Linked DNA regions of Mus musculus: all the other regions are linked to region 1. Evidence: chromatin contacts called from public HiCAR-type, HiChIP or PLAC-seq and promoter capture Hi-C data. All regions are on one chromosome and are shown on one strand. The core of a region is the stretch at or near the end of the contact, and the rest is flanking DNA. Distances in the headings are between cores, read along the strand shown. Region 1 holds the start of Agk (acylglycerol kinase). Region 2 holds the start of Dennd2a (DENN/MADD domain containing 2A). Region 3 holds the start of Adck2 (aarF domain containing kinase 2). Region 4 holds the start of Ndufb2 (NADH:ubiquinone oxidoreductase subunit B2). Region 5 overlaps Braf (Braf transforming gene). Region 6 has its middle 30 kb from the start of Mrps33.

Region 1 (3,323 bases), core at 246-2,745:
AGTCATATGATTTTTAGTTAGCAGTTACTAACATAATTGCAATGGAGGTTGCAAACACACCAGACATTAAAAATCAATGTTTTAAGATGAACGATGGGGTCATGGGGAGGGGGAAGATTTGAAAAGGCTTTGAATCCGCACTAAGGTCTTTGGATATTATGTTTAAAACAATATTATGTTTAAAACTTGAGATTTTTTTTTTTTAGCAGATGAATAACAATCACATTTGAGGTGCAGAATATAAAACAGACTGCCAGAACCTGAAAGTAAATCTAAAAGGAGCCATTCGAGGGGTGACTGCCACAAATTCTAGACAAGAGTCAACAAATGATTTGGAGGTCTTTATGAAATAGAAATGGGCAGGGCTTGATGATCAACTGATTGCAAGAGGTGAAGGACGAGGAAACGGAGCCAGGTTTTGTGCTTGGGCAACGGATTGTTAAGTGATTTCAAGGCTTTGGATTTACATTGTAGGTTTGTGGGGAAACAGTGTGCAGTTAAGGAGACTCTAGACTGTTCCACCTGCTGGAAGGCTGGAACATCACCCAAGTAGAGAGGGGCATGGAACGAATATCGGACAGTCGACAACACTCTGAGTGGACTGTCTTTTTAAAAAGCCACGCCCACCCTGTCTTAAATGCTTTCTATATTATTAAAAGATGAGGGAAATATGCAGGCAGCCTAGTGTGCAAAGAGGACTGGCCAAGGTGCTTAACGAAATCCTAGCTTTGTCGTTTACAGATGGTGAGACCCTGGATAAGTCAATTAACATTTTCCCTAGAGAAAAAGGGAAACACCATTAATTTTTGCAGTGAAGCAGTTGTGAATAAAATCTGTATTTGTCTTCACAATCTGTAATACATTCAGTGTATATTCCCTTCTCAGTAGCCAAAATTTTCATTCTCACTAATGTCAGTTAAAAATCTCAAATTTTATGCCTAAATTAACATATCTTTGCCTTCCAAACAGGCTTTCCCCAAACCCAAAAACTCTCAAATTCTGACCCTCTTCTGACAAGAAAAGTAGGGGTTTTCTCACTAAAGAGCTTTTTAGAACAGATTCTAGTCATCCACATCTGCAGAACCTAATAAATAGAACGAATGAACCGACCCACCCTTTAGGGTTCAAATATTACTGGCCCCGTTTTTTTGTTCCGGAGTACCCCACAGCCCAAGGTGGGAAGTAGCTGAGGGGTTCACAGGTTAGGGACGGCTCTGGGACTCGAACCGGCACACCTGACTCGCAGGGACAACGGGCGTGCACGCCATGCTGGCCCGGCCCAATCTCCCCTCCTCCCGCCCCACCGCAGTCAGCAACCGCGTGGCCGATCCCCGGACGCCAGGCGGGTTCCCCGGACGCTCTGCTCAACGCAGCCACCAGCGGCTGCGCTCCACACCCTGACAACACACATCCCGCGGCCCTAGCTTGCTCCCCGAACTCACCGCTGCCCGCCGCTCAGCGCCCGGCCTTTCCTGTGTGCTCTCACAAAACTCTCCCTCTCTTTTCAGGGAAACCGCTCCCTCTGCTCTCGGGTTCCGACGCGGAGCAGCGCGAGCCAGGCGGGGGCGAGCCCTCCCGTGACCTAGGGATGGGCTCGCAGCAGCCACCGCCCTCCCTTCCCTTTCTCTCACATTACTTGTTCATTCAATCTTTCATCTATCCATCTGTCGCCAGCCAGTCGTTTCTGGAAAGTTCACAATACATAATAAGAACAGTTTTACGATTTGGAACTAAATCAGAAAGTAATTAAATGGCTAAGGCATAGTGGTAAATGAAACAAAATAAAACAAAACCCAGCGACAGGGCGGGAGATGAGGAGGCACTGTGTTAAATTAACGAGCGGAAGTTTGAGCTCCAGAGAGCAGGAAGATGATGATCAGGTCTGGATGCACGGAAGAGCAGGGTGGGGTGGGAGTGGGGCTGAGGCTGGGGAAATCAGGCACAAAATCACAGAACCCTTAGGCCTGTGTGCTGGAGGCAGAAAGAGCTATGAGAAAAGGGAGCCATGCAGCAGGAGAGCCCACAGGGGTGTTGGACAACAGAAAAATGTGTCTTGTTAAAATATAAAGATCGCTGGGCTGAAGATGAAGGGCAGGTGCAGAGAAGCTTCCTGTTAGCTGCCTTACACCAAGGCAGTTACAAAAACTTTTTATCTTGCCACCTTTCACTGCGAGGAAGATGTCAACAAAATAAAACAGATTTTGCTGCAAAGAGGACTCTTAGAAGTCTGCCCTGAGGGCACAACATTGCTGTCTTAAATGGGAACAGTTTTTCAGTAGGAACATCTTCAAATGGGAACTCGCCTGAGATGTCCCAAGACTGGATCCACTAATATTTGATCTCTAGGGACTCCCATCTTCCACAAGATGTACAAGCAATTAAAGGTTACTGGGCCAGAGGGGCTGAGGAGTGTTGAGGGAACTTCTTCACTGGTATTGCCTCCTCTAAGTTGCTCATGTTCCTATAGGTAATTCCTCACTACCCCAATCAAATTCATGGATCCACAAATCTAGACTTTAGTGGAATCATTTCTTCGGGGTCTGTTCCTGTCACTATCTGGAGAAAATAGACATTTCTTCACTGCTGTCTCCCTAGGAAACAGGAAATAAATGTATTCTGAGCCAAGTATGAATGGCAATGGTTTTGGAACACAGATTCAAGTTGCCCTGAATGACACGTTCCACCGTAGAATAGGTTAGTTGGACACTTATGAATCAGAAAATAAAATAAAGCCATGAGCCCATTTGTCTTAGTCAGGGTTTCTATTCCCGAACAAACATGACCAAGAAGCAGTTGGGGAGGAAAGGGTTTATTCAGCTTACACTTCCATATTGCTGTTCATCATCAAAGGAAGTCAGGACTGGAACTCAGACAGGTTAGAAAGCAGGTGCTGATGCAGAAGCCATGGAGAGATGTTCCTTACTGGTTTGCTTCCCCTGGCTTGCTCAGCCTGCTCTCTTATAGAACCCAAGACTACCAGCCCAGTGATGGTCCCACCCACAAGGGGCCTTTCCCCCTTGATCACTAGTTGAGAAAAATCTCATGGAGGCATTTCCCCAACTGAAGCTCCTTTCTCTGTGATAATTCCAACTGTGTCAAGTTGACACAAAACTAGCCAGTACAATTGACCCCTTGTCAACTTGACACACAAACACATCACTAGTAAGCCTCAACCCTTACATTCTTATTCATCCCCAAGATCTAAATAACTTTAAAAGTCCCACAGTCTCTACATATTCTTAAAATATCCATCTCTTTTAAAACCCAAAGCCTTTTTACAATTAAAAGTCTCTTAACTGTGGGCTCCACTAAAAATAGTTTCT
Region 2 (3,323 bases), core at 480-2,979, 770 kb after region 1:
AATGTCTGTTCTGAGAGTCTACAGTGCTTCATTGAAACGGGTGTGGCATGAAGAATTTAGGAAGGCCTCAACGATCTCCTGCAATGAGCAAACCCCTCAACTATGAAGGACATGCAACTTTGTTTCGCCTGGAACTTTAAGTCCCAGTTCCCTGGTGTCTGAAGTCCACTCTCATTACCATACCTCACCCCCTGCACACAGACTAGAGATCTCCTGCCTCAGTCTCCTGAGTGTTGGGTTACAGACATGCCTCGCCTGGTTTCCTCTTTATATGAAGCTCTAGTTTTCTTCTGAGGACCCACTTTGTGAAGTTGTAAGACTCTGGGTCTGTACCTATCCCACCCCCAACTGGCCACCCCAACCTAAGCTTTAGGCCATTAGGCTACTCTTGAAGGTCTCTAATAGCCAGGAAGGAGACTGGCTGGCACCTACCCTCAGGGCAGATAAATTGTCACTGTCAGGCCTGAGCACTTAGCATCTGGTGTTTCTCTGCTTGGACCCCTTTGCCTTTAGCATAATATTCAAATTCTGCCCAGGCCACTTGAATCCCTCCAGGCCTACCCATCGATCCTTATTCCCTCCCACTTAAGGGTCCCCCAAATACCATAATGTGACACCCCCACAACACCAGTCACACTCTTCCCTCTTTTCAGGCTGTCTTTTCTTGCCCTGTTTCTCCACCTTCTATAACTGATTCACTATCGCTGGTCACCAAAGCCCCAGAGAATGCCCCAGCCTGTGTTGGCTCCCTTAAGGCCCCCACAGCATTTTCAAGTGGACTCCAATTTGGCAATCCTTTTTTTTTTTTTTTTTTTAAGATTTATTTATTTATTATATGTAAGTACACTGTAGCTGTCTTCAGACACTCCAGAAGAGGGAGTCAGATCTCATTACGGATGGTTGTGAGCCACCATGTGGTTGCTGGGATTTGAACTCTGGACCTTTGGAAGAGCAGTCGGGTGCTCTTACCCACTGAGCCATCTCACCAGCCCCCCAATTTGGCAATCCTACTGTCTTAAAAACCTCCTGTGTGAGTGCTTTGACTGCACCCTGTGTACGTGGGACCGTGGGACCGTGGAACCGTGGGACCGTGGGACCGGTGTGCTGTAGAAAGCCAGTTCTCTGATCACTTTTCCTGACCAGGGCTTGGGACCCATTCTGTACCCTTCTGTAGGGAGGTGGGCCCCTGGATCCTTATGGCCCAGGCTCCTGAGTTGCTTAGGGGCAAATATGGACCCTTGGGTCCAAATAGCTTGTCTCATGACTGTGAGTTGTTGCTTATGGGCAAACTGGGCCTCGAAGGCCTATCTCATGACTGTCAGTTGCTTGGGGGCAAATGTGGAGCCCAATTCTGCCTGAGGCGTCCACCCTAACTGCTCAGAAACAAAGCAAGGGCAGGGAGTGTGGCTACGGCTTTGGTGCTGTCTAAATCTGGTTCTCGGCCCCTGGCTAAGCGCATCTCAAGAATGGACCTCAGTCGGGGTAGCAGAGAACCGGTTCGGCGATCTTCAGCACAGAAAAGGTTAAGCCACCGTCTCCCCCACCCCTCGAAAGGCGAGGGGGCGAGTGAGTGCGGCAGAAGGTCCTGTTTACCGTGGCTCCCCTCGGCGGCGGGCCCTGGGAGAGTGGTTGCTGTGGCAACCGGCCGGGCGCCCGCCAGCTGCGGATTAGCTCACTGGAGCCGCGGGATGGGTCGGGAGGAGGGGGCGCGCGTCACTGCAGACGGTCGCGGCGCAGCCCAGGGCAGAGGAAGGGGCCGCGCGCGCGGGAGGCCAGAGGAGACGCAGCACGCCTCCGAGGCCGGAGGCGGCGGGGACCGGACGGGAGCGCGCGCGGCGGGGACCCGAGGGGCTCGCGGCGGCCGGGGGAGGCCGCGCGGACAAAGGCGCGGAGGGCAGCGGGCCATGGCGCCCCAGGCCCCCGCCGCCCCTGCCCCGGGCGACCGCGAGTTGCGCCCCAGAACCCGCGGAGCCGACGCCCGTAGAGAGGTAGGGCTGGGCGCCGGAGTGCGGGCGACCTCGGGGGAGACCCGGGAGGGTACGCGCGGGGGCGACGAGGAGACTGCAGGCGCAAGCCGGGGCTCCTCGCAGGCGGCGCTGGGGACGCTTCAGCGGGGCCCTGGGGACCCGCGCAGGAAGCGATCCACAGCTCTTTCCCGGGTCGGGCTAACTTCAGGGCCGAAGAAACTTGCAGAAACTGGGCAGAGCCCGGCCCTGCGCTGTGCCGGAGCTCCCGGGCGGCTGTGAGTGAGTACGCGCGTGTGAGACCGAGTGTGTACGCTGGGGTGGGGGAGTCCAGGCGGCTCTAGTCGGGATTTGTCGTGGTGGAAAGTGGGGTACGTTGAAGTTTACTTCTCCCACTTTCCTCCCCAAGGATGGAGTTGGGAGTAGATGGAGCCCAGGGTAAGTCTCTTAACCACACAGGATATAGTCCTGTGCAGGAGAGTCACTGTGATATGGAGTCAGACCACTGAGCCAGAGGGAGCTCAGCGCCCGGAATCCTGTAGTGAGGGGCAGACACAGGAAGCTAAGGAGTGCCTTCCTTTGGCCCTGGATTGGAACAAGGAGAGAGCTGGGACCCTAATTTAACCAGCCTGCTGAGGAAGGAGCAGGCTGACTTCTGGCCGGGTGCTCTGATGGCTTTCAGGGTTGTGACTATAGCTCCCCAAAAGACAGGTAATTGTGGAGTGTGGTAATAGTGTTATAATAGGCACTTTACAGTAATTTGTTATGAAACACTTGCACCTGCTGTGGTTACTATAGAAAAGCCTTTCTCCTTCAGTACCAAACACCTGAAGAGTTGAATAGGCTCTTTAGGGAATGGACCACAGAGGAGAGAGTTGGAGATTCAGAGAGGAAGCAGAAGGCAAACAGAAACAGACAGTTTATTTATTTGAGACAGGGTCTCAGTATGTGACCCAGGCTGGCCTCAAACTTAAAGTCCTCCCTTTTGTCTTAACTCTCTAAATTCAGGATTACTGGTAGGCAGGCAGGCTCAGTTCAGGGACTTGTTTGTTTGAGGCAGGGTCTCAGGTAGCTTAGACAGACCTTGAACTTGATTTTGAATTAATTTTTTTAAATGTACTATATCTTTATGAGTTTCCCTGAATGTATGTCTGTACACCATGTTCATGCAGTGCCCACGGCCGCTCTAGTGCCTATCCTCTAGGACTGGAGTTAGTTACACACAGTTGTGGGCTGCTATGTGAGTGCTAGGAATTGAACCCAGGTCCTCTGGAAGAGCAGCCCGAGCTCGTGCTCTTAACTGATGAGCCATCTCTCTAGTCCCTGAGTCTACCTCCAAAACACTAGAATTACGGGAGT
Region 3 (3,323 bases), core at 460-2,959, 750 kb after region 1:
CAAGTGAAAAATTCCAAACCTGACCTCAGGTGATGCAAGGTCATTACACAGGTGCACTAAAAGTACTTCATGAAATGACCTATAGTCTACATGTCTAAGTTGTGGAGTGTGTGTGTGAGACATAAATGAATTTCACGTTTCGTGTTTAGACTTGGGTCCTATCCCAGGCTATCTCATCCAAGATATACAAATGCTCTACAATCCAGAACCGTATGAAATCCAAAACGCTCCCATTCCCAAGCATTTTTGGAGAAGGAATACTCAGTCTTAGAACAGAAAGCAATGTGCCCCTCACGAGGGTCTCTTTCGGATCTGGGGCAGACAGCTCAGTGGGTAGGTACTTGATTAAAGTGCTAGGCAAGGTCTGAGAGCACTTACTTTCACTGCCACTGGGATGAGGTGATCTGACTTAGGCAGATGCCAGGGAGCCTGAGACACACCCACTTCTGACCCACCAAGGTCAGCTTTAGGAAGAAGCAGTTTTTCTAGAAATGCTTCGTCGGCAAGGTTTTCTGAAGGCTTCCGGTCTTTCATAAAGGGCTCTCTCTGCATCACCACGGCCCTGGTTCCTGGGGCAGAGAGCTCCCCAAGTCTCCAGATCCTGTCTTCCTCCAACAAGGAAATACTAGCGAACGCTTTGTACACTTGGGCCACACAACCTGAACCTACAGGTTCCCGGGTCTCGAAAAAGAGGAGGCTGCCCCAATCCTCCCCAAATGCCTGCTGGAGTAAGTATTCCGTCCTTGCCCAAGGGTGGGGGGTCACCTGGACATGCAGCTTGGAGAACTGGGTACAGAAAGCCTCTGAAAAGAGGTCGCGCCGGGTGCTGGCCCATTGGCCCAATTTGATATATGTTGGGCCTGAGGTCTCTGTAGCTTTGAAAAGCAGATGGAGCCAGAGGGTGGAGAGGCCAGGGGCCAAGTAGGTGAGAGGGTACAAGAAGAGGAGGGGGAAGAATTTCGCCAAGAGCACACCAGCGCGGAGCCCTAGGCGGAGACACAGTAAGACGCGGGCCAGAGGCCCTTCTTGGGCCACCTTCTCCACTAGTCCATTTTCCGCCAGGTCACTCCAGTGAGTCTTTCTCTGGCACAAGCTGCCAGGCGCCCCCTCTCCAACACTGCCATGGGCTGAGATTAATTTGGGCAAAGTACCTAGCAGAAACCAACATAGTCTGGCATTGCGAGAGCATCCCAGGGGTCTGGAATGCCCAAGTTCCTTTCTGAACTCAAAGCATCTTAAGTGTGACAAGCAGACCCTGACAGACAAACGCCAGGGGGTCACCATCCTCTCTAGACCCCTTGGCCTAGACTGCTTGTTCTCTACCTAAAGGGAAGCCATTGTGGAGACGCTCCGTGCCGAAGCGGGGATGAGTCGGACCGCGCCCCCTAGCGCAGCCCAGGAGGGGAGGGATAACGGGGACCTGAGCCGGGGACCACGGGTGACAAGCTGTCCAGCGCCAGAGCTCAGAGTGCAGGGAGTCGCCGAGCGCCAGGGACGGAGATGCGGACCCGCGGCCTAGAGAGAACGACGAAGCCTCAGAGGGCCGCGGGAAGACCTGAGAGGCGCGCTCCGGCGGGCTCACGGGCCAGGCTCCCGGGGGGCGGCGGAGATGCCGAGCCGATGGCTCGGGACCTGCACAGAGCGGGCAGTGACAACCAGGCAGAGAGAGAGAGCACTAAGCGTCCGGGCCAGCGCTGCTCCCAGCTTCCGGTACCTGGTTCCGCCCTCTCTGCCCACGACATGCTCCTTAAAGGGGCCACGGCGCGAACTAGGGCAAAAGCGCCTGGGCACATCGAGTTCCTGTGATGATTTAGAGAAAAAACGCAGACGCGAGCTCTGTAGCCCTCTTTTCCGCGTCTGCCTTTCCTCTTCACAGCCTCGTAGCTTAAATCCTAGAAATATTAAACTACACTGAATATTACAAGTGGGTCCAAAGGAAGGACAGATTTTTCAGCTGCTGAGTTCTTGAGTCTCAGGCTACGCTGACTTAGCGGCGGTGTTTAGACCTTAGGGAATGGCTTATACACTTAACTAAGACTTATTGAGCCAAATCAGGTCTTTCTTGAATTTAATTTAATATTTGTTGAGTCACAAGAATATATACTAAACTAGATAGGTAACGATATTATTTTATGTCAAGCCCAACGAAATAAATGAGTTCGATCCGTGGAACCTACATGAAGGAAGGATGTCACCAATTCCTTTTAAGTCGTGTCCCCCACATACAAAATAAATGTCATAGAAATAAAAATGTAGCAAGGGCCACAGAAGCAGTGAGGAGCTGGTTGAATCATAGGCTGGGCTACTTTGGAGAAGAAAAAAAGGGTGTTGGGAGAGGAGCCAAATAAAAGTTCCAAAGTAGGAAAGACTTTTGATGTTCTGAGGGGTGTGTGTGTGTGTGTGTGTGTGTGTGTGTGTGTGTAGGTGATAGAGCATGGGAACTGAGCCTACATAGCCAGGGAAAGGGCTTGCAATTTCTTCTCAGCGCTCTGGAACTTAAAAAGCTGCCTGCCCTGGGGCACCACAGTCCCTACTACCTATCAACAGCTTTTGTCCCTGTGTGGAAAGAAATTTGCACAAAAGTCTGACCAAGGGTAGATTTAAAGACATCCCAGGTGAAAAGGATTATAGAAAAAGAGAAACAAGGACAAGGCCAGGGTTCCTATCACTGGACATGTCATTCAACCTCAAGACACACACCCCCTGGCCATCCAGAAGGCTCAGAAGATATAGTAATTTCTCCAAAGGTAAGATCAGGGCCACTAACAGTCAGGAATAGTGGAGTGGCCAATGGCTCTTCCTGTATGGTCAATAACAGTCCAGTTCCTAACTCTAAAAGATGGGGTACACCCTTTGGGTTTCCCAAGGCAGACATGATGCCTTACACTGCTTTGAAATGTGGTCAGGTGTCAGGCACGGTGCCCTCACTTTCAATTCCAGTAGGAAAGAAGGAAGGAAGGAAAGAAGGAAGGAAGGAAGGAAGGAAGGAAGGAAGGAAGGAAGGAAGGAAGGAAGGGGGAGGTAAGGAAGGAGGGAAGGAGGGAAGGGAAGGAAGGGGTGGGCAAAATCTGTGAGTTGGAGGTCAGTCTGCTTTGTATAGCAAGCTCCAGGCCAACAGGGACTACATAGTGAGACCCTGTTTCAAAAAAGCAAAATAGGGCTTGGAGAGCGATGGCTCAGTGGTTAAGAGCACTAGTTGTTCTTGCAAAGGCTCTGGGTTCCATTCTTAGCACCCGCATGGGGTTTACAGCCATTCCTAATGAACAAGTTCCAGGGGGGTCTGTGCTCAGACCCATATACATGTATAACACTCACACATAATA
Region 4 (3,323 bases), core at 482-2,981, 730 kb after region 1:
CGAGTTTGAAGACAGCCTGATCTACAAAGTGAGCTCCAGGGTAGTCAGGGGTACACAGAGAAACCCTGTCCCCAAAAGGGGTGGGGGGAGGAAAGGAGGAAGGCAAAATCTCAATAAACACTTGTGTGTCATGCTTCAGCCAGACTAAGTGCACTGTGGCAATCTAGATACCCTGAGGGGTCTCCCAATTAAAATAAACATGATGCTAAAATGAAATAAATAAAAGGTCCTTTTTCAAGTATCAGTAACTGGGGGGCTGGTGAGATGGCTCAGTGGGTAAGAGCACCCGACTGCTCTTCCGAAGGTCCAGAGTTCAAATCCCAGCAACCACATGGTGGCTCACAACCATCCGTACACGAGATCTGACTCCCTCTTCTGAAGTGTCTGAAGACAGCTACAATGTACTTTCATATAATAAATAAATAAATCTTAAAAAAAAAAAAAAAAGTATCAGTAACTGAGCACAAATGCCTGGGAAGCCAGTACTGAAGCTGGCATTCACAGGGATCCCACTCTGACGACTCAGAGACCCAAGACAAGTGGTCTATCATTAGACTCCTGAATCAAGCTGTAGCCCCATAATGAAAGGGCGAAAAGTAATAATAAATCAACGAGAAGGAAACTGAAACTTAGTTACCAGAAGCCAAACTTCAGGTAAGTTTCCACCTGAACTATTGCTGGGTTGGACCTTTTGTGGCCCAAAAACCCAAACCAAGGGCTGGGAACTTAGATGAATAGTGGAACCCTTCTTCCCCCGTTGGAGGTAAGGGAAATCCAAGCTAAGTAGTGAAACTGGACGGGAAGCATCCCCAAAACGGTATGAAGATCTTAAAAGAAATCTCGGTGGACAAAACCTGCCAGGTTATATGCGAGCGAGAGAGAGACAGAGACAGAGAGACAGAGACAGACAGAGACTGAGAGACAGATCAATACAACAAAATAAAGCTATAAGTATTACAAATCTCGGGTGGAGAGAAGGCAAAATGAGTAAGACACAGCATCCAATCTAGGATTTAAAGTGCCAAATCTAAACACTGACTTGGGGGCGCACGCCTTTAATCCCAGCACTCCGAAAGCAGAGACAGGAGGATCACTAATGAGTTCCAGGTCAGTCGAGGCTACACAGTGAGGCTCAAAAAAAGTGCCAAATTTTAATCGTAAAAATGTACCTAATGGTGAAAAGAACAGACTATACTACCTTACTGACTCAAGGTCTCCGTGTCTGCCCTGCCTGGACCCGTCTTGTCTCTGAGCCCATCTCCACCCGTCTCCATGCGCTCGGGACCTCCACTAGCCAGCTGCTTGGAAGGCTCAGTCCGGGAGACTGTGCGGGACTGGATTCTTATCACTCGGGTCTTAGTTAACGCCTCTCTCCCGCAACCCTGCGCCATCCCTTCACCTCTAGCCCACCAAGCCGACTAAAAGGCCAGTCTCGGTCCAGGCAAAACTACAAGACCCAGCATGCCTCGGGCGGCAGCGGAGTTTCACGCACCCTCCCGGGCGACTGCTTCAAGGTGACAGCGTCCGGATGGCAGCGCTGCCTGTTCAAGCCGGCCGAACCCTCGCCCCCGCCCGACACTCACTGACGGACTCCACTGTCTCCAGCCGCCCGCGCGCGGCAGCCCCGGAGCAGGCGGCCTCCGACGCGGCCGAAAGGTACCAGACGGGTGAGCGCAGACATACTAGCAAGACTGCAGTTCCCACCCCTGATGCGTCACTTCCCCGAGTCCCGGCCCGTGACGTCACTGCGTCGCACTGCGTCTCTACCCGGGCTGATGGTAGGCCACAGGGGACAAGTTCAAGCCATTGGCGGACCTTAGAGGCTCCAGGTTAACGGGCAGATAGGTCGTCCTTCAGGAGGAGCCCTGGCTGCCTCGTGGCACAGCCTGGCAAGGTGCTCTTGGCTGACCTTACTGCTGCTCCCTGCTTTGGCTCATATAGACGGTGCTTTCATGCATGTTCTTGCCACTGTGGGCCCTTGTTAAAGGCCTAAGCCCTTTCTGAACCACGCAATGTTTATTTTATAACATCGCAATGTTTATTTTATAGCATCGTTGTTTCAGCATTGTTCTGAATGACTAATCAGCCAGGGTGTTAAATTTCAGAACCTGGACTGGTGGCACGGGAATCACCTGAGGAACCCAACCCGGCACACTCGGAATAAGTCGGCCAGGAACATGGGGGAAAGTTCCTAACGCCTCGAGCCTTAGCCAATTCGAGGTTTTTTGGCATTTCCTCTTGTTATTAATGTAATAAGCAAGCAGAAAAATAAGGACATGAGGGCAGTCCAGTTAAGATGCAACACCAAGATGGCAACAAATCGAGACCTGACTTCAGCCGTAGAAATGTACTCGCAGTGGGAGCTGTAACACAAATAGATGCACGTAGACGCGCAGATGCGCTCAGTCTCCGGCCATTAGTGGGGAGGGAATATGAATTTTCAAGCTCATCCTCATAAAACAAGACATACATATCTGTTCCGAGTTACTAGGTCTATAGGATAGCCTACTGTCATCTTTCCAGAAAAACTAATTTTTTCACTCACTTCAGATTTCCTTCAAGAAACAAAGGCTCCACTGGCTATTAAAATAGTCCGCCTTCCTCGGCCTGCTTTTTTCTCTCAGTATTGCCTCTGTTGAAATCTGGATAGACTCCAAACCTAAGACTACTCCTAACCCCAAGAGGTTGTGAGAAACGGACTTTTTTCTATAAACAGTAGCTAGCACACCAACAGTCAATACTCTAATAATCTCCACCTTGTAAAATTATTCAAGTATTTTAATCATCTGGAAAACCTGTTTACACAAAGGCCTTCCATTCTGACGACAAGAGCTATGGACCCCTTCCTTCCCTCCTTCCTTTGCATCTATTAGGAACTATCCAACCATGGCAGAGTCTGAGGTCGCACTCTACCAATAGGATGAGACACAGTCATCACCTGTATTAGAATAACAACTGAACTTCCCGCCCTAGTGTGCTTGCAAGGCCACTGTAAGTTATGGCACATTTTACCAAAAGAAAAATTAATAATAATAATAATAATATGTTGCTTTGCAGGATTACTTTCGCTATGATCTAGTGGGTAGGGGTGTGTGTGATACCAAGAATATTGATTCCAACAAGGTCTTCCCTGGTACATTATGGTTTGGGTTGGTTGATTTGAAGAACATGCAGTTTTAGGTTATAACATTAGTGTACCAACATCACATATTAGAAATTTGCTATGATGTTTCATATTCAAGAGTCAAGTACTCATCAAGGCCAGACTTGAATTTAGTGACTTGGAAGCATCAAATATGACTGATAATTTGCCTTCTGTGCCC
Region 5 (3,323 bases), core at 255-2,754, 640 kb after region 1:
GGTGCAGGAGATCTGTGAACTGTGGAAGCCATTACCATAAACTCTCAAACAGTATTACTTTCAGTATTACTCAAAAGAATTTCTTTATCCATTAGCATCTGTTCCTTCCAGTCCTCGGAATGACTGATCTTTTGATTGATGATAATGTTGGAATAATAATCCATAAAATATGGGAAAGAGTACAGTATAGACCAAAGTCTGGGAAGATGTTAGAAATATTCATGTTGACCTGAAACCTATTCGTGTGCTAGTGAGATGTAAAGTCAAGGTGGAGTAGTGTTCATTCAAGGTTGTGAACGTCCCAGAGTCAGACTCTGGCATCATTTCAATCTTTTGTAAAGCCTATGGTATGAATATCTCTGGGTCTTGAAGACAGAATGGAAATAAATGCCTAAATTTCTAAGGCAGGGATATTAGAGAGCAGTCATATTTGACAGTTAGGATTACTATGACTATGATGAAACACCATGACTAAGAAACTTGAAGAGGTAAGAGTGTATTTGCCCTCTGTATCCTGAATCACAGCCCGTTGAGGGAAGCCAAGGCAGGAACTCAAGTGAACAAGAATGTGGAGGCAGGAGCTGATGCAGAGACACGCCATGAAGGAGTGCTGCTTACTGGCTTGTTCCTCATGGCCTGCTCAGCCTGCTTCCTTTTATTTTTCCCCCTTTTATTAAAAATAGATTTATTTTTCATATAATCTATCCTGATAACAGTCACCCCGCCCTCTACTCCTCCCAGATCCTCCCCACTTTCCCCCTCATCTGAAGCCACTCCCTTTCTGTCTCTCAGTAGAAAACATATAGGCTTCTCAAGGAATAATAATATAATAATATAAAACAAGAACTAACACATCAAAATTTTAAAAAAAAAACAAAACAGACAGACAGAAAGAAAAGAGCCCCCAAAAGGAGAAAAAAAAAAACCTAAAAATTCAGAGACCCATTTATTCGAACACTAAACCCGAAGCCATGATATATATGCAAAGGATCAGTACGGTAAAAAGAGAGAAAATATAAATAAAATGAAATACAAATTTTTAAAAATTAAGTGGTGAGGGCACTGTTGCTATAGAGACAAGGAACTTCCAGAAAACTCAGTGCTATTGAGGTTTTTGTTTTGCTTTTGTTTTCTGTTGCTCATCTACTGCCAGGCTTGCAGCATATCCTTAAGAGAAGTTTGTTTCCCTCAATGAAACTCCCTTGAAAAAACAAAATTTTCATTTTCAGCCTGCTCTTTTTATAGCATCCAGTACCAAGTCAGGGGGTGGCACCACCTACAATGGGCTGGGCCTTGTGCAGGAAATATTAAAAAAGAACTGGCTCGTTCCCGAGATTGTGCCTGCAACTCTGCCCTGTAGGGCTGACCAGCCATCCCCCCTGGGCCCTCTCTCACCTCCCCCTCCTCTTCTTCCGTCCAGCCCGGAAGTCTCCCCTACTTACCCAGTGATTTTCTCCTTTACTCATTAGGGGATAGGTGACAAGAAGTCACCAGTATACAAGACTCCATTCTCCCTGGAGAGTGGAATTAGCATCAAAATACAAGCAACCCCTGGGCTATCCACCACCGGGCACTTCTATATCTATTAAGGAAATGCCCTACAGGCTTGCCTATAATCTGATTTTAGGAAGGCATTTTCTCAGTTGGGATTCCCTCCTCTCAGATGACTGGCTTCTGTCAAGTTGACATACAGCTAACAAGTACAGCACTGAATGCAGCCGAAGTAACTTGTTAAACTGAACTGTGAGAATGAAAAAAACTATTGATAATGTGGTGAAGTGATAGTTTGTAATCTGTGCTGAAGAAATTGGTATATTTTCAAAATTTAACATTAATACTTTGATAAGGGAAGAATATTTGGAAAATTCATTGTTTCCAATAATTCTTTTTTATAAGGCTAATTTTATATAATAACCATGTTTGCCTAGGCCTCAGTAATAAGAATATTTGATTTATGTAAGAAAGAACTTGTCTCCCAGGCATTTCTAAACCTTTAAGGGTAAGAATTGTCTGCCTTGTCTGTTTTTGTAGTCTCAGCATAAACGATGCCAGTATAGAGATAAACAACGAATATTTATTGAATGAATATAGACTCAATAAATGAAGCATATTGAGAAAGGCACCCTTATTAATTAGCCTCTTGATATGAAAACTAAACAGAAAGATTTGAATTGATTTGATGGTAACTCTCTATTCTGTTCGTGACAGTTCTAGACTACGAAATTGTCAAAGGGGAATTTTTCCAGAGTTCAGGCTCCTTACCTCAGTACTTTCACTATATTTTCTCCTTTCAAAAGTTGTTCAGGAAAAAAAAAAAAAAAGTTGTTCAGTAAGATAAATATTCAGTACACCAGAGTGCTGTAGCCTTTATTGAAATGAGATTGCTCTTGCATTCTCCCCTTCCTCAGGTAATTCCTGCGGTATAATTTCTGCTTATGAAATACAGATTTCCTAGTGTGGTCCATATACTCCTTGCACTTTCCAACACATTACCTGACATTCAGTTTAGAAATCTGTGGGGTTCCCCCCACCCAGTACCTTAAAATATGTTCTTTGTTAAAAAATTCTCTGCACACAGGCCTCTTTTTAAAGTTTTTATTGTGTGTTGTTTTATGTTGTACTCATGAGGCTGGGGCATGCACATGCATGTGGAGGTCAGAAGACAGCTTTCAGAAGTTAGTTCTTTCCTTTCATTGTGGGTTCTAGGGATCAAACTCAAGTTTCAGGCTTGCTCAGCTAGCACTATTACCTGCTGAGCCATCTTGCTAGCCCAGTAAACTTCTTGAGAAAAAGGAAATGTCATATTATAATCCTTGATTCTCTCTTGTAGAGGTTCATAAATGTTTCTAGTACTGCATCTGTTTGGGATGTTAGGGAACAAAAGGGCTAAATTACTCTAGGCTGAGGTGATTTCCATTGTCTGAAAGAACTGTGGATATGTATATTCCAATCAATGCCATCTCTTTACTTTCAGTATCATTCTGTTCCTTTAGAATTTGGTATTTAATATGGTAAGCCATTTTACTTTATAGCTTTTGTCAAATGGGATGTTTAAAAGGGTATACTCCTAGTGGTCCAGAGTTTCCTATGGTTGCAGGGTATCAAATCAATTTTTACTTGCTTAAGCAGCATTTGATGGGGAAGGAGATAATAAGGAATACTGCCAGAGAGCATGTTGATATCCAGGATCATAGCTGTTACAGGAGACAGTGATGGCATCCTTGGTTTGTGCTGTCCCCAGAGGCTGTCTGGATGTCTATGATCTATGCTGCTGCTGGAAACTATGTGAAAGTCCATGCATGATCTATGCTGCCATTGACTGC
Region 6 (3,323 bases), core at 584-3,083, 540 kb after region 1:
TATATATTTTCCTGTAATTAGGGTACTTTCCACCAGGTGGCAGTACTGTCCCAGTCATAGTAATCTGTCCAGCAAAAAAATTTCCCTTACAAAGGGTGTTCCAGAACACGGGGATGGCTCACATCACCTAGCAGGTGAGAAGTCCTAGCTTTGGTCCCCAGAACTCCCAAAAAGAAAAGGACAGTATAGCCAGGCACTCAGGACGCAGGGACAGACAGCTCTGTGTAAGTTCCCAGCTAGTTTGGTCTATGTAGCAAGTTTCAGACCTGCCCAGCCTATATATAGTATTTCTTTTTCTATTTTGAAGTGTACTAATATGTAAGTACATTTCTGAACCGAACTGGATATGATATATATTTCCCAAAATAAAATAAAATAAAATAAAAGCTTGTTCTAATCTTCATGGTTTGGCCAACAGTGTCCAAGGCTCGCTCACCAGCACACAGCTTTTCATCAGCGCCTAGGAGCTACACACCTTAAATTACACCCTGAAATCAAAGCTTAACTGGAGGCCACCCCAGTTAGATCAAGTCTGACTGTTGGCAGGCTTGAAGATGGAGGATGAGGCTACCGTAGGCCAATGTAAACACAGGAGGTCCTGACCACTCTGCTAGTGGCTATCTGGGGGGTAAAGTCTATAGTCCCCTGACCCAGGCTGGAAAAGTGAGAAACTTCCAAGTCACACTGATGCTATCTCCCCCACATTCCTAATCTTCTAGGAATTTCAGGGCTGCCTCGCCTCTACCGCCTTGAAATGTTATCTCGTATGAAAAAAAAAGGAGGCAAGAAATGCTATGTCTGGTAGGCCGCTTGCAACTGCAGACTTTAAAAATCCAAGCTGGAAAACAGCCTTAGAGAAGTAGCTAAAACCCCACGCCGAGGCTGTTGACCAGTCTGGCGTGCCAGCGGCTAAGTATTTTACCCTCGGTCCCTTCAGGTACAAATCAAACCGGAGTTACATAGGACTCTTAACAAACATGCTCTAACAGGCACATGTGTGGACTTGTGAAATCTGTGGTCACTTCCTAAGGCCGGGCTCACAAAGCCAGTTCTTAACAAACATGACTAAGAGTAGTTCCTCTTAGTCATGACGCCTGCGTTTCACATAGGTTCCAGAGCGAGGTTTTGCTGGGAGCTGCTGAACCAGTCATTTAGGCTTCTTCTAAGAGTGGATGATTATGAAGGCATATCATAAGTGGAACTGAAAAGCAAATGAACGCATCGCCAACAAAAATACTTAAATAATTTAAATTGGCCTAAAAAAAAAAAAAACACTCACACACAAACAAAAAACAAAAGCAAAAGCAAAAAAGCAAGCCAGCCCACTGTGTCTGCTTCCCGGCTAGCTGACTCTCGTTCTGTACCCTGGGGCTCACAGTTTCCTCCGAAGGAGCTGTTTCTGGTTATTACAGGAAAGGCATTCATTCCCAGGCAGATCTCCCCTACAGTTTAGCTCCTCTGGCCTCACACCCGATGTGTGTTTACCCAGTGTCTCCCTGTCTCTGTGTGGTTGGTGTGTGTGTTTGGGGGATGGGGAGGGGGAGGGGGCGCGTGCGTCAAAGCCAGGACCTCTACCACTGAGTTACGTACTCAGGCCTCTTGTGCTTTATTGTACTTTAGTTTCTGTTGGTTTCCCTGCAAAAGGAGCGACAGAACCTTTTACAACAAACACCAAGCAGTCATATACCATCAGTCCTTAAATCCACGGATATCTTAGTCTCCTCTAGAAGCTCAGAAAGAAAACCAAGAGGAAGAAAAGGAGCACAGAGAACTAGGGGGTGAAAGGTCATTTGTCCGGGGAGGAGAATTTCCCAGTAACACCCCACCCCCTCCCCCCTGGCTTTCTGTGACCGGCAGCTCATCCTGCTGTCAGCAGACAGCCGCTCAAAGCGCTCCTGCTGAGATTTGCAGTCCAACTGGTTCCTAACAGGCAGCAGTTTTAACGACAAGAATCTTTACCTTTGCCTTCCAGACCCAGGAAGAGATAAGTCTGTGTGGCTGCAGGTTCCCCAGCCAGCTGCCTCTAACTCCCGCACTCCGGAGACTAAGGCAGGAAGATCACCAAGCCACAAGTCCGGCCTGAGCTGCACGCATACAACGCGAGACCCTGTCTATACGATTTCATTTTAAAAACAAAAGTTAAATATACACATACCAAAAAAGAAAGAAAGAAAAGAAAAATAGAAGGCTTTATTGAATCTTATCAAGTGGAGATAATGTTCTGAAGTTAAAAATAGGTTTGTAAAAGGGAGCTGGTGGGCACAGCACTCACTGCCCTTGCAGAGAACCCAGATCCAGTTCCTGTCCAGACGTCGCTCACAAGCATCTGTGACTCAAGTCTGGAGCCCTTTTCTGGCTTCCATGGGTCTAGACACACAAAATGATCGTACACATAAACTTTTTAGATATACAAAAGTAACCAGGCATGGTAGCCCATACTTTTAATCCTAGCTCAGGAGGCAGATCTCTGAATTCAAGGCCAGCCTGATCTAAATAACAAGTTCCAGGGATACACAGAGAAACCCTGTCTCAAAAATGAAAAACAAAAAACAAACACACACACACACACACACATACATATATATGTGTGTGTGTACATATATGTATGTGTATATGTATGTGTGTGTATATACATATGTATATGTGCAAGTTGGACAGTTGGTCCAGCTTGAAAGCACTGGCTGTTCTTCTGAAGGGCATGTTTGATTCCCAGCACCCACGTATTGGCTCACTATCATCTATAACTTCAGTTCCAGGGGATCCAAAGCCCTCATCTGACTTCTATGGGGTTCTAGGCACACATAAACATGCAGGTGAAATATTCCTAGACATAAAAAAATAATTCTTTAAAAACACAAAAAGGAACTGAAGGTATAGTATAGTTCAGTGGTAGAGCATGTTTTTAGTATGCAGAAGACCCTAAGTTCCAACCCCAACACCATTTTTTTAAGTAATTGAAACAAACACAAACAAAAGTCAAACAAACAAAACAGCCAGGCATGGATGGCAGCTCATGGTGGGAAAGCAGGGAGATTATGAGTTCAAGTGTTGCCTGCAGAGCAAAATTTTTGTCTCCAAATAAGGTGGGGGCAGATATGGAGCAAAAGGGCTGTGGCCGCAGTTCAACAGCAGAGTATTGGCCCAGCACACTTGCAAAGCTCTGGGTTAGATCCAAGGAAAAGGAAAAGGAAAAGAGGTGGGGGGTGGGGAGGGAAAAAGGAGAGAGGAAGAGGGGGGAGGGGAGAGAGAGGAAGAAACGAAGGGAGAAAGCTAGAAAGGAAGGAATGGCTTAAGTGCATAAAGATTTAAGTTTCTATCACTAA

Evidence for each region. Promoter capture Hi-C pulls out the DNA fragments that hold promoters and counts their contacts. HiCAR-type assays count read pairs that join an accessible place to other places. HiChIP or PLAC-seq counts read pairs in DNA pulled down with a chosen protein or histone mark.
Region 2: a contact with region 1 is called in a promoter capture Hi-C map of liver, with 3 times the contacts expected there. The contact joins the promoter of Dennd2a here to the promoter of Agk in region 1. A contact is called at or near these places in 6 of 39 promoter capture datasets (the 3T3-L1 cell line, the C10 cell line, hippocampal neurons and 2 more), 3 of 115 datasets of contacts at active chromatin or transcription factors (astrocytes and embryonic stem cells) and 1 of 9 other capture datasets (embryonic stem cells).
Region 3: a contact with region 1 is called in a HiCAR-type map of astrocytes, with 4 times the contacts expected there. The contact joins the promoter of Adck2 here to the promoter of Agk in region 1. A contact is called at or near these places in 7 of 39 promoter capture datasets (the 3T3-L1 cell line, the C10 cell line, embryonic stem cells and 3 more) and 2 of 115 datasets of contacts at active chromatin or transcription factors (astrocytes and embryonic stem cells).
Region 4: an H3K27ac HiChIP or PLAC-seq map of embryonic stem cells shows a contact between it and region 1, with 11 times the contacts expected there. The contact joins the promoter of Ndufb2 here to the promoter of Agk in region 1. A contact is called at or near these places in 3 of 39 promoter capture datasets (the 3T3-L1 cell line and cranial neural crest), 1 of 484 Hi-C or Micro-C datasets (embryonic stem cells) and 3 of 115 datasets of contacts at active chromatin or transcription factors (astrocytes, embryonic stem cells and forebrain).
Region 5: a contact with region 1 is called in a promoter capture Hi-C map of stem cell-derived epiblast-like cells, with 2.5 times the contacts expected there. The contact joins the enhancer-like site here to the promoter of Agk in region 1. A contact is called at or near these places in 5 of 39 promoter capture datasets (the 3T3-L1 cell line, 3T3-L1-derived adipocytes, cranial neural crest and 2 more) and 1 of 115 datasets of contacts at active chromatin or transcription factors (astrocytes).
Region 6: an H3K27ac HiChIP or PLAC-seq map of embryonic stem cells shows a contact between it and region 1, with 6 times the contacts expected there. The contact joins the enhancer-like site here to the promoter of Agk in region 1. A contact is called at or near these places in 2 of 39 promoter capture datasets (cranial neural crest and embryonic stem cells), 3 of 115 datasets of contacts at active chromatin or transcription factors (embryonic stem cells, pancreatic cancer cells and stem cell-derived neural progenitor cells) and 1 of 9 other capture datasets (embryonic stem cells).

Annotation. Positions count from the first base shown.
Region 1 is chr6:40,323,650-40,326,972 of GRCm38.p6, reverse strand. Agk (acylglycerol kinase) reads right to left here and starts at 1,495. Exons shown (of 16, transcript NM_023538.2): 1 at 1,443-1,495.
Region 2 is chr6:39,556,240-39,559,562 of GRCm38.p6, reverse strand. It overlaps Dennd2a (DENN/MADD domain containing 2A), which reads left to right and starts at 1,729. Exons shown (of 19, transcript NM_172477.4): 1 at 1,729-1,988.
Region 3 is chr6:39,572,262-39,575,584 of GRCm38.p6, reverse strand. It overlaps Adck2 (aarF domain containing kinase 2), which reads right to left and starts at 1,709. Exons shown (of 8, transcript NM_178873.3): 1 at 379-1,709. The coding sequence starts at 1,284.
Region 4 is chr6:39,590,973-39,594,295 of GRCm38.p6, reverse strand. It overlaps Ndufb2 (NADH:ubiquinone oxidoreductase subunit B2), which reads right to left and starts at 1,731. Exons shown (of 4, transcript NM_001358797.1): 1 at 1,584-1,731. The coding sequence starts at 1,681.
Region 5 is chr6:39,678,687-39,682,009 of GRCm38.p6, reverse strand. All of the region lies in intron 2 of Braf (Braf transforming gene), which reads left to right. Among named protein-coding and RNA genes, the nearest start is that of Braf, 45 kb to the left of the region's middle. Within about 2 kb of position 1,504, at least 23 of the 459 cell types and tissues checked have an H3K27ac peak or open chromatin away from gene starts, as enhancers often do. A contact at or near this core is called in stem cell-derived epiblast-like cells, where this site is marked.
Region 6 is chr6:39,779,616-39,782,938 of GRCm38.p6, reverse strand. No RefSeq gene overlaps it. Among named protein-coding and RNA genes, the nearest start is that of Mrps33, 30 kb to the left of the region's middle. Within about 2 kb of position 1,833, at least 194 of the 459 cell types and tissues checked have an H3K27ac peak or open chromatin away from gene starts, as enhancers often do. A contact at or near this core is called in embryonic stem cells, where this site is marked.